Linked DNA regions of Arachis hypogaea: region 1 is linked to region 2. Evidence: chromatin contacts called from public Hi-C data. All regions are on one chromosome and are shown on one strand. The core of a region is the stretch at or near the end of the contact, and the rest is flanking DNA. Distances in the headings are between cores, read along the strand shown. Region 1 holds the start of LOC112784965 (inositol-tetrakisphosphate 1-kinase 2). Region 2 holds the start of LOC112785246 (pre-mRNA-splicing factor ATP-dependent RNA helicase DEAH1).

Region 1 (6,809 bases), core at 2,198-4,697, 130 kb before region 2:
AACTGTCACTATCAGTTGTTTCTTCCTCCGAAGACGATGTTGAACATGCCTTCCTTTTTTTTGTTTTTTTGATTTGTTGTTTTTTTTCTGTTTTCTCTATTTTTTCATTTTCTCTTTTGTTTGCACCATCTTTACAATCCCCTGAAACATCAGATAATTTATTTAGCAGCATTCAGATAAATAAATATACACCCAACATATTATGTTCAACTTACCAAAATTTCCTCTGTTTCTGCATTCATTCTTTCGACCAACTGCTCCTTACTCCAGTTGGCAATCCAGGGTTTTGGCGGTCTTTCAGCCCTCTTCTTGCCTTTATTTTTAGAAAGATGAAAGAATATTATCATCAGGGCAAAGAGGCAGCCATCAATTGCCTTCTTCTTTTTCTCCTTGTAGTCGGTTATGCCCTTGACGATAAAGGTCAAAACATGCCCTCCCCAGTTTCGCTCCGTTATGCTGTCCATCTCAAAAATTGGGGCCAGGTGTACAGGCGAGATTTTGTTTATTGTCGTTGGCAAAAGGAACGCCATCTGTATATAGAGGATGAAAATCCTCTTGAACATTAGGCGATCCTCTTCGTTACCAATGCCAATATCCATCATCTCATCTGTAAGACTTTTGAGGGTCTTACCTTGGAATCTTCTAAAAATTACTTTGTCATCCTCAGAAAGTTTCTTATAATCCACTTTCTGAGGAAACAGATCTCCTACAAAAAGGAAAACAACAAAGTATCAAAATCGGTTCAAATACACCCAAGCATCAATTTAAAGACACCCCAACCATCAGTTAATATACACCTATAATTTTTATCGAGTTACCTGTTGCGTTGATGCCAAGCGCATGACCTATTTTTCTTGGGTAATTTTAAAAGAACCGTATCCGGTTTCCAGTCTGTTCTCCCCCAATTTGAAGTTGCTAGCCAGCTCCCTTAACAGTTGGTGATGCACCCTTAGTGGTGGGATGTGCATCAAGCCACCGAATCCCAGATCCCTCACAATCGCCTTCTTCTCCTCACTCATGTTTCTGAATTTATCACTTAGGAGATGTGTGGCACACTTAAGGTCTTTTGTTTGCTGTAAGACAAAAATAAAATTATAGTCAGATATATATCTATTATATAAAACTGATTTCATGTAAGACATATATTTGTTCTTACATTTTTTTCAGGTTGGTTTCTTGCTGCCATTTTCTCTGAAATGAAAAATACACCCAAAGATATCAGTAAGATACACCCATATATATGAGTCAGATACACCCATTGATAACAGTAAGATACACGCATATATATGAGTCAGATACACCCAAAGATATCAGTAAGATACACCCATATATATGAGTTAGATACACGCAAAGATATCAGTAAGATACACCCATATATATGAGTCAGATACACCCATTGATAACAGTAAGATACACCCATAGATATGATTCAGATACATCCATATATATCAGTCAGGTATCACTCAAACATGCATCAATATCAAGCAACATTACAAGGTCAAGCAATATACACCCATGGACAAGCAAATATAAGCAAGTGCTGACTATTACAGTATATCAGTTCAGAAATATACACCCTACATTTTATGCCATATACACCCAAGAAATTACTCCATATACACCCACCAATCTACGGAATATACCCCAAAAATCAGTTACCAGAAGATCTAGAACAACAAGAACAGTAACACCTACAAGAACGAAGAAGAACAGTGTAACATAGAAGCAAGAATAACAGTAAAACCTAGAACATTATAAACTGTAAAATGAGATGTAGAGCAAGAAGAACAGTGAAACGTACAACAACGTAGAAGAACAGTAAAACCTAGTTCGTAATCTGGAAAATATACAGGAATCGTAATGTAACGTACCTTGAGTATTATAGCTTTGTTTTCTCTGGAGATTCTTGATCGAGAGTTTGATGGTGTGTTGATGGAGGTTTCAAAGGTTAGCGACGAGTTGTATATCTTGATTTTCGAATTTTGCTCGAAAATGGAAGGGTTGCATTTTCTTTGAATTGCTTTGAGAAGTGGAAGAGTCTGCCATTAAGGGGTGGTTTACTCAAAGCGAAGCGTAACCGTTTGAGTGGGAGCACGTGAATGTTACGCTCTATTCAATCTAATTAGTGCGCGTCTGGAATGTTTGTGGGCTTGGGGCTTGTAAGACTTGTAAAGCCTTATTGCTTGTATGTGTAGCAATCTCGTTTTTCCTTTGCTTTATCTTTTTTAAGTCACCAAAAGATAGAAATTTTTATTAATATCTGTTATCCAATAATAATAATAATAATAATAAATACATCACTACTAATTTTTTCCCTTTATATCCTTAACAACTACGCGTTCAAAACATCTAGCTATAATAACATCGTTTATATTAATTTCTAAACGCAAATAAGAATGAATATTGGAAAAAGAAAATAATAAAAAACAACAATAATATTATTTATATATTAATTTTTTTTATATTTATATAAAAACATTATTATCAACTAATTATACATTTAATTTTTTAATTAATAAAATAAAAAATATTGATATTAAAATAACCGGTTATAAAAAAATTATATACGTTACCGGATTGAAAGAACAACGTAGACATTATCACCGCCATCGTTGACTCTCCACTAAAAATTTATTACACTTTTATTCCAAGGTTAAGTTCCTTGGATCTAGCACCGCCGACCCTTCACTTTCGAATCTCATAGTGTGTTCAACAAAACCACCTCACTGAATCACACAACTTTATTCACTTATCACTACACATTAATTAAGATATCGTAATGTGATCTCATAAATTTCAAGAACTCAAAATAATATTAAGGAGATAATAATTAAAATAATTTTATTTAAAATAATATATAATTTTTTGTATATATTATTTATAATGATATATTTATTATATATAATAAAATAACTTTAAATGAATTTAGCTTATTTTTTTTCAAAAATTGATTAATAATATCTAGTAACAAAAAAAATAAAAGTTTAATTTTGATACACTGATCTATTAATAATCATTTATACGTTTAATATAAAAAATAATTATTTTTATTGATATAATATTATGTAATTAAATGTATGTATAAAATTATTTTATATTGACATTAATAAAATTATAAAAGAATAAAAAAATAAGATGAATTTTTTATTTATATTGTTATTATTTGAAAGAATAATACTGTTTATTTATACTAATCACTAAATTAATTTTAAATTTTAAAATAAGCTAAAACAACAGAATTCTAGATAAGCATAATTAATTTAAGAAAATAATAATAATAATAAATTTTGTTTCTAAAAAAAATAAAATAATAAATAAAAATAAAATAAAATTTAATAGACATTACATCAAAATTAAATTTAAAAAATAAATAGAATATTTTTTCTGCATCCAACTCAAGCCATCTATGAGCTTCATATACAAGTGTGTGCCGCTATTTAACACTTGTTATATCCCACATTCCAATCTTAATTTCTTCCTCCACTTTTAACTCTCCATTCATTCCAAATTTCCAATCTTCATTTTTCCAAACATGCCACAAGAACAAGCACCCCAAAATGAAACTCAAACTCATGATGAGAGCTATGTCATAGGCTATGCTTTGGAACCAAAGAAAATCCAGAACTTGATACGACCCTCTCTAATTGACCACGCAAAAAAACAAGGCATCCATCTCATTCCAATCGACATCAACAAGCCCTTGATCCAACAACACCCTCATCTTCGTTTCCATTGCATCATTCAAAAGCTCCAACCCAAACATTGGAACAACCTTAACTTTCACGAATACCTGTCTAAACATGGCGCCAACACCACCACCACCACCATCATCATTGATCCCCCACACCTCGTTCAAAAACTCCAAAACCGCGTTTCAATGCTTGATTCCGCGTCCCAGTTGCCACTTTCGCTCCAAAACGCCACCGTTGGTGTTCCGTACCAAGTGGTCGTTGATGATGAGAAGAAAACTAAGAACTCAGTGGAGGAAATGGTAATGGGTTCGAATTTGAGGTTCCCAGTTATTGCAAAGCCATTGTATGCTGATGGAACCATGAAATCTCACGAGCTTTGCTTGGTTTTCGACGCCCAAGGGCTCCGAGAAACGTTGAACAAGAACGCCGCCGGCGGCGCCGCCACCCCGGTGGTGCTTCAAGAGTTCGTGAACCATGGCGGCGTTGTGTTCAAGGTTTATGTTGCTGGGGAACATGTAAGGTGCGTTAAGAGAACGTCCTTGCCTAACATACCAGAAGATAAGGCCAAGGCGGGTACCCTCAAATTCTCTCAGATATCAAACTTCACCATTCAAGATAACAATGGTAATAATTGACGTATTTGTTTCTTGCAGTGACTTAAAGTTTACGGTTGAAAATCGTTAAATAATAATTTAATCAAATATGTTACGTTATTTAACAAATATCAATTTTTTATTTTTCATAAACACAACTATAGATTTGACAAGATTTTTGGTTATAAAACGACTTATCCGAAGAAATCGAACGATTAGATAAAAAGATAAGAATGATTATATTTCTAACAATACAATGCTGATATGTGTATTCTTTTGTATTAAAGTAGGGGATGGTGCTAATCATTTGAGCAATATTGAGAGAGCTGAAATGCCAGAAGAGAGTTTGATAAAGGAGTTGGCAAGAGCTTTGAGGGAAAGAACAGGGCTTAACCTGTTCAATATTGATGTGATTAGAGATGCCAAGGATTGCACGAGGTACCTTGTAATTGATATCAACTATTTTCCTGGTTATGCAAAGCTGCCATGTTATGAGTCCTTTATCACTGATTTCTTGTTGGATTGTGTGCGTAATAAGGCTGCGGTTGTGTGTGTGTGAGAAGAATTAGGAAGTGAATGAAGGAATGAATGTTGTTGTGGTCTTCTACTTTTGCTTTTACAGACCGTGTGGACCATACCTTGATGGTTAAACGCTGTAGCTTCTTTTGTGTTGTCTTGTGTTTCTAGCGTTGCTTAGTTTTGGAACTTTCTTTTGGCGTTTCAGATTTTTTTGGTTTGTCTTTGTCATAATTGATGTCTTTTTCAAGAATAATTGTTAATTGACCCTTGTTTAGGTGACTATGTTCTAGACATATGAGAGACAAAAACATCATCGTAAGTGCAGAGATTTATGCTCGCAAAATAGCAACCGTTGAAATGAATTCCCCACTTTGGGATGCACCTTTTTCCGGAAGCATATAATTATTTTTTTAGTAAGAAAGATTCGAACTCGCAATCTCTTAAGTGAGTATAGGGAGATTAAGGACCGTTTGGGAAGTTTCTAAAGTAATTTTTTTGAGCTTTTGACTTATGAAAAGTAGTAGTATTAATGTCTAGTACAATTTTTAAAACCAAATTGCAGCTTTCTAAAAAACTATTTAGAAGCTTATAGAGAAGTTAAAAAAAATGACTTCTCTCATAATGCCACTACTTTTTATCACATTTCTATAAAATATGTACTTTTAAAATTAAAAACTCAAATACAAAATAACTTATTTATAAGTTACTTTTAATATAATCATTTATTGTTTAAGTTATTTTTTAAAAGTAATTTAATTATTTTTTCAAACTAGACCTAAACCATTTGAATTATAACTCATTAGCATCACATGCCTTTCTTGTCTAGTTATATTTGTATATAACGAATAAGTTATTGAACTAAAGAGATGATTGAACAGGGCAATTGCCAACGCGACATTTTTTTTTGGTTGAATTATAATCCCATTTAATAAGATATTAGAAATTATTTTAACCAAAACTAGTTGTCTTGTTCAGTCTCATTTGATAGTAATCTTGCTCTATTTTCTTGTAAGCATACTGCATTTTTCATACACACACCGCTCAGCATTTTTTTTCCCTTCTTTTTTTCTTTAAGAGAGGAAAACAGTATAACCGGAAAGTGTCAAAATGTGGTGCTATGCTGTAATTACTGTGTAGCTCTACTTTATTTTATAATACCTACTTAAACGAAGATGCCAAAAACAATTTTCATAAAACAATTTTGTTTAAAAATATTACTTATTTATTTAACAACACTTTAAATAAACATAACACTTTTATAACATTAAAATTTAATCCTACAATCCATCATCTGAAGGTCAAAAAAATATTCACATTAAGATAATTATAGTCTTTATTAGAGTATCCACTTTATTCTATTGCGTACAAACCATGCAGATAACATACATACCCATCAACAGAGGTATTTACCTTGGCGTTATTTCTTATAAATATAATACAATCTAGCTGTGGCTAGCTCTAACCAAGATTATCTCCTATCTTCTTGTACAAGTAACTCATTGATTTGATACCATCAAGAAATCACACTAATGATGGATTCCATCATCATTCATAATTCTAGAGTCTAGACAATGAAGAAACAGAGAAACTAGCAGATTTATCTCAAGTTGAGGCCTTTCCGCTACCATTTGCGGAAGCACGCCTTGATTCATAATCTTTAACAGCTGCTTTTATGGCATCCTCCGCAAGCATGCTGCAGTGAAGCTTGACTGGTGGAAGTGAAAGATGCTTTGCAATTTCACTGTAGACAATAACCATAAGTCGGGTCAAAAGACTCCAAACCACAATCCCAAACTAACAATCATGAAAGCATGACCATGTTAAAAATCAGAACTAATCTCCTGAAGATGGTAAATTATCCATCAGACCAAAAGGTTCAAAACACTAATCAGCAAAAGATGCACATATTCTTACGCAGCCATTAGACTCACCAAGGATCCTCTTCTGAAGCTAGCAATTCAACCATCAAACCACCAAAAAATATTATGATGCATTTGACCAATGT
Region 2 (6,386 bases), core at 2,334-4,833:
TAACACCTCACACTACAAACGGGAAATCGTAAAAGCATGAAAACCTCCTCCAACATGCAAAGCAAAGCACAATATAAATGATAGAAGAAGATAAAGAAAGGGCTAACCTTTATCTGTAGACTCAAGGAGGAGAAGTCACGGCAACAACAAAGCACCCCGAGAAGGAAGGCTAAAGGATTTTTGAATGAGAAAGAACAAGAGTGAGGGCAAGAAGCTTCAGAGACGAAAGAAAACATAGAAAAGAGAGGGAAAAATATTTATAACATGCCAGGGGCACAAAGGTAAAATGACGCGATCATTAAAGAAACACGCCGTTACCAATGTAATTGCTCCCACGGGTAAATACGAAACCCCAAACAGGCGTGACGCTTGATTAGACACGACGGTTGAGAAACCTAGAATCATGTCGGTTCTAGCTAAAAAACACGTTGGTTCCCAACTTGAACAAGCCCGAGTTCGATTAATACTTGAATCCAACTCATAAGCAAAGAGATCGGATTTTAGTAGGGACACTGTTCGTACTCTGGCATAACACTATGGTACAGGTCCAAATAAGCCAAAAAGGCCCAATCCAAAGATTGGCCTTCACCACCCACCCGACCTCTTCTAAAGAGGTCATGCTCGATATAGACTCCTCCTAAAGAGGTCGGGCTCGAGGTGAGTTGGCAGATAACAGTTATTCAAATAAGTAACTGCCCCCAAAATCTCTCAACCCACTTCTAGGTGCAATATCTCAATAACCCTAAGATAAAGGGACGGTTATCCACCTTCAGAAGTGGAACTACTCCAACGGTGGTTATTGGATCACCATTATATATACCCTGACACCCATCAGATATCTCTAAGTTCTAATACTTCCCAAACCTGCTGAACCCCTTGCTAACTTAAGCATCGGAGTGTCTTTGAAGGTACCACCCCCCATTCTGCAAACACATAACTCGGACGGCGGCTCCCGAACGTGAACAAGTCGGAGATCACCTTCCATTAACGCTTGGGCCAATCCTTCAGGCCCCATGCACCTATGTTAGGTTACCTACGTAACACTACCCAAATAAAAAATCGTATAAGTGGTTGCTAAAGAATTTACTAATAACAAATTTTGAATTCATGTTAAATTTTTGTAAATATAATCTACAATACAAAGAATCATCCATCTAATAGCAAAGGAATATCCATCAAATAAAAAGAAACATCCGAATAATATACTAAGAAATATCTATGTAAAATAAAAAGAAACATCCAATTAAGAGCAAAAAAACATCCGTAATCCTGAATTAAGAAATATCCAGTTAAGAGTAAAGAAGCATCTGAATCCTATACTAAAAATATCCATGTACAATAGAAAGAAACATCCAGCTAAGAACAAAAAAACATCCACAATCCTATACTCATTAACATCCATGTACAAAAAAAAAAAAGAAACATTCATCTAAGAGCAAAGAAACCTCATCAATCAAGAAGGAATATCCACAAACATGTATTACGCAACATCAAACTACAACACAAAGAAACATCCGTCTAAGGAGTTAAGAAACATATATTTAACGATGAAACAAAATTTCAAAAAATCTCTAAATTAAACAAATTTTCTTATTTCCTCCAATAGAGAGTTTAAACAAAAAAAAACCCTTAGGAACCAACGACAAGGGGCCTTACCTTGTGGGTGATTTCGTTGTAGTCGGCGGCAAGGGGACTACCGACGATCCTTGGTGCACGTGTTGCGGTGGTCTTCGGTGACGGAGGACGCATCCAGTGGCTTCATGGAGAGCACGTTTGGCACTCGGTTTACATCGTAGGGTTAGGTCGCGCAGGGGCATCAACAACACGGTGGGACAAGATGTGTGGGGGCAGCGACGGCGCGCAAGATAGGTCCTGCGGAGGCAGCGACGGTGCGCGAAGGGTGCCTTCCTGTGGGCTACGTTCCTGGCGTTGTCGAGCTAGCGCACAGCTTCTTGGTGCAGCGGTATTATCGCCGGAACTGGTTGGAAGATGGCGGTGCGACTGGGTGAACTTCGGCAACAGCATAATTGGGAGTGGGAGGAGAGTGGTGTGGGATTGAATCGCGTTAGGGTTAGTCTGGGTGAAAGTGTGTGAGATGGTTTTTTGTGTGGTAATGGGCTTTGCTATTGGGCCCTACCTTAAAGTTGGCAGAGTTGGCTGGTGGATGTGTTGTCCCTTATACTTTTTCATAAAAAAAAAGTGAATACCCATTCTGATCCCTAATAATTTTTTCGAAGGACCACGAGTCCCCTAATACAAAAAAAAAAAAAAAAACCTTTTTCAACCTTTGATCTTTAATTTTATGAGACAGGTTATTTTCTCCGTCAATGATCTCTTTCTTGAGTTAACAAAACATGCCTACGTAATAGCTAATTTGTCCATTAAGTGTCAGCTAAGATTGACTGATTTTTTTGTTGGGAACCTCTTTGTCTTTTGGAGTAATTATTAGGGGCCATTTAGATTTTCTTTCTCTACTTTTGTTATCTTTTTTCATATACATTGGCGAAATTTATTATATAAGAACTGAGAAATATTAGTGATTTTTAATTTTTTTTACTTAAAAAAATTGAATAAAGAATATATATATTAATAAGAATGACATTGCTCATTGTTGTTATTAGTCTTATCTATTTGTTTCTAATTATTCCAAAATGTTGAACTTTAAATTTTTGATGTTATATTTACTTGGTTAATTGACATAAGTAGTTTTATTTATTGTATCTATTTTAGATAAAATATTGTGTCAACTTTTTCATTTATTATCTATTATAAAATTAAATATGTACTTCTTTTAATAATAATAAATTTTTGTGGATTATGATGGTTTAATTTAAATTCAGTGTACTTAAGACTTAACATAATCTTAATAATATAAGGTGAAAACTCAAGTGCAGTCGACTTCACGTGAAGTTAATATCTGAGAGCCTTTAGATGATTTGACTGATTTGACTAAATTTTTATCTAACGGTTCTTAGATATCAACTCCACGTGAAGTCGACTTCACCTGAGTTTTCACCATAATATAATATCTTAACAATTTTTCTAAGTAATAGTAAAAAGATTAAAAATATTCTTTTTGTTCAACTTTTATATTTAAAAAAATAAAAATTACCAATATTTTTTAGTTTTACAATATAAATTTAGTCAATGTATACGAAAAAGCAACCAAAAATATATAACCCTAAATGGCTCCTAACAATTACCTCCAGAAAAACAACGATGTTTCCAACAAAAAAATCTGTCAATCCTAATTAGTACTTAATGAACAAATCAGCAGTTAACACGCTATGTAAGCTTGTTCCGTTAACAAAAAAAAAATATTAATAGAGAGAATAACTAATCTTACAGAAATAAAGATCAATGATTAAAAAAAATATTTTTTTGTGTTAAAAGTCTTATTGTCTTTGGAGCAATTTGTTTAAAAAATTTTTTATAAGAAAAAAAATAGTTCTTGGGCCTGGACTTGGTTTCCTAAATTCCATGGCCATTTTGTTATAAACCTTAAACCCTTTCCAAAAAAGAGTAATGTTTTTGTTTCACCCAGAAGGGCATAAATGTAATTTTATACTTCCCCTGTATTTTGTATCATCGAGGGTTTTTGTCTTTGCTTCCCCTTCGTCTTTTTCCGTACTTGTTTCCTCCCGCTCCTAACTCTCTCAATCGCTTCTCTCCTCTTCTCTCTGTCTGACCGGCGGCGGAGCTTCCGGCTGCGGCTACTTCTGACGGACAAGCGCAGCTCCAAACCACCGTTAGGTTCGTCTTCATCTTCTTCCATTCCTCTCTCTTCGGTTCTTTTTCCTTCTCTGCATTTGTGTACGTTTCTCTTTTTATCTCTTTCTCCTGTGTTTTTTATTCATTTCTTCTTTTGGCATCTCTCGTTATTTTTAAATCTCATTGGAGCTGCTGCTCCTCTGTTTACTTAATCTTAGAGACTTAAGTTTAATTAGGAATATGATTTTGTATTGTTATGCACTGGATTGATGTTATTTGCGTTTTTTTCTTTCCACGCTTTTAGACTATGGAACGGATTATGGCATTTGGTAATTGATAATGAATGAGTTCGATTCTGTATAACTATGTATAGTTTCTTTTTTTTGAACATTCGTACTTCTTTCATGGTAAAACTTACAAAGATAGTAGTTGCGTCAAGGCAAGGGGAAAAAGGGGCACAATTCATACATCTAGGAATGCTCTCATTTGCCTTTCAGATTTCAAAACCCAAATAAAGGTGCAACATATTGTAGTTAGGATATGTTTGAGAGTTTTAAAGATGATGGAAGGAAGTGTTTATTAGTGGAATGGAATAGAAAAGTGTGGGATAGGAAGGTTTATGAACCATCTTAGTGGAGTTGAGGAGTGTATAAAGTTTATTTTTCAGTTTTGTCCATTTAATTCATGTGCATACTTTCACATATCAGATATTGCGAAACGGAAAAACAGTAAAATCACAAGGTAGTACCTTGTGCTTCCTCCTTCTCCCCCCCCATTCGTGGGTTCGATAAAATCACTGTATATGAAGGCATAGAGAGGTTTCACCATCCCTTGTAGCCACACCTTGTCTTCTTGAACCACTTCCAAGCTCGCGTCTTTTGGATTTGTCCTTGTTTCCTTGCCATTCCTCGCCCTCCCATTGTCAGCTGCTCCTCTCTCCACTGTTTTAAATTGATAACTATGATGATACATAAGAATTGCATTTAATAGGGGGTCATATTCAAATAGCAGCCATCCTGCTATCCGCTGTTCTTTTGGAGCGGCTTTGGATTGGCTTCTCTGCAGCTGCTACGTTGGGATTGTCAAGTGGCAACTATTACCAACAATAGCATTGATTTTTTTTCTTTTTTTGGGGGGGGGGGGGTAGGGGCATTAGCTTTGTGCTTGTTATTGTTTTAGAAGTTCATGAAGATGAGGAAGAGAAAGTACAAAGTGTTTTTAATTTATCCTACATTCATAATATTGTTCTGTGTCTTATTGTCGTTCTCTTTTCTGACTTTTTATTTTCTAACTAAAGAATATTAAGATTTTATTAGAATATTTTGTTGGATTGCTTTCTATGAAAAACATTAATACTCACATTTTCTTTTACATTGTTGACATTAGTTCCATTGCGATGAGAATGTATATTGTCAAATTTTTTATTTCTATTTGTAATTATTGATTGAATTTTATTTGGGTGGATAAGCCCTTTATTGGTATGCCGTAAGCACTAGTATGCTTGTTGGGCCTGCAATCCATATACATTAGGATGATGATTTTATATATTTCGTGCAGTGAAAATGGGGAGTGATGACAGTCTGAAGGCATGGGTATCAGATAAGTTGATGTCACTGCTTGGATATTCTCAGCCCACAGTTGTACAGTACATGATTGGATTATGTAATTGATCTAATATCATTTTCTCACAGTTAAAGGATTTCTATATAGTCACTTTGGAACATATATGATAGAACTTTTATGTTCAGTATTTTGATATTCTTTTTCTGGATTGCAGCCAAGCAGGCTGCTTCACCAGCAGATTTGGCGGGTAAACTAGTGGAGTTTGGGATCTCATCGTCAGATACTCATGCATTTGCTGATGAAATATTCTCTCGAGTTCCTCGTAAATCTTCTGGTTTAAATGTTAGTTTATACATAAGTATATTTACACTGTGAACATATGCTGCCATCTTTGTGTGTTTATCTAGCTAATTCTTTCTTGTAATATTTTTATAATCTCTGTTTTCTGTTGATACTCCTGTATTATGTACCAGCAATATCAGAAACAAGAGAGAGAAGCTGCAATGTTAGTAAGGAAGCAGAGGACTTATGACATTTTGAAGGCTGATGATGATGATGATGATTATGTTGGTGGTGAAGATAAATCTTCCAAAGCTACTACTTCAACGTCTAAAAAGATTGATAGCCGTAACAAACGTTTCAGGAAGAAAACTGAATATCAAGATGATGAAGATGATGAGGCAAAGTGCTCATAACCTATTAGATTCACTTTCATATTTTCTGGCATGGTAAGCTGCTGATCAACGGCTCTTCTAACAGCAGGTGACTTATTTTGACCAAATGCAATCCTGCAGGTAATTTCAAGAAAGGAAATGGAGAGACAAGTTAAGAGACGAACTTCTCCCGGTGAAGATACTGGATCAGAGGTGGTATTTTTCGATCTTGTGTCAATCTATATAATTTTGAACTAAATAAGATTTGTGTTCTTCTGCAAAAAAATAAAAGGAAGATTGCACTTATCTTATTCTTTTCCGTTTTCTGTTTTCTGTTTTCTGTTTTCTTTTTATATTTTTAATCCTGCAGAAGAGTGCCATTTCTTGAGACATAATGTTCTTTTCCCTTGCATTTCCTTCCCTTCTTTCTGGTTTCAAGAATATAATGCTTCACTACAT

Evidence for each region. A called contact is a pair of places that touch in the nucleus more often than the background predicts.
Region 1: a contact with region 2 is called in a Hi-C map of an unstated tissue, with 5 times the contacts expected there. The contact joins the promoter of LOC112784965 here to the promoter of LOC112785246 in region 2. A contact is called at or near these places in 2 of 8 Hi-C or Micro-C datasets (leaf and an unstated tissue).

The regions. Positions count from the first base shown.
Region 1 is chr20:130,421,970-130,428,778 of arahy.Tifrunner.gnm2.J5K5, reverse strand. LOC112784965 (inositol-tetrakisphosphate 1-kinase 2) reads left to right here and starts at 3,447. Exons shown (of 2, transcript XM_025828353.3): 1 at 3,447-4,316; 2 at 4,573-5,097. The coding sequence starts at 3,533. The coding sequence ends at 4,844.
Region 2 is chr20:130,291,071-130,297,456 of arahy.Tifrunner.gnm2.J5K5, reverse strand. LOC112785246 (pre-mRNA-splicing factor ATP-dependent RNA helicase DEAH1) reads left to right here and starts at 3,583. Exons shown (of 28, transcript XM_072230578.1): 1 at 3,583-3,753; 2 at 5,269-5,373; 3 at 5,489-5,616; 4 at 5,748-6,002; 5 at 6,069-6,143. The coding sequence starts at 6,000.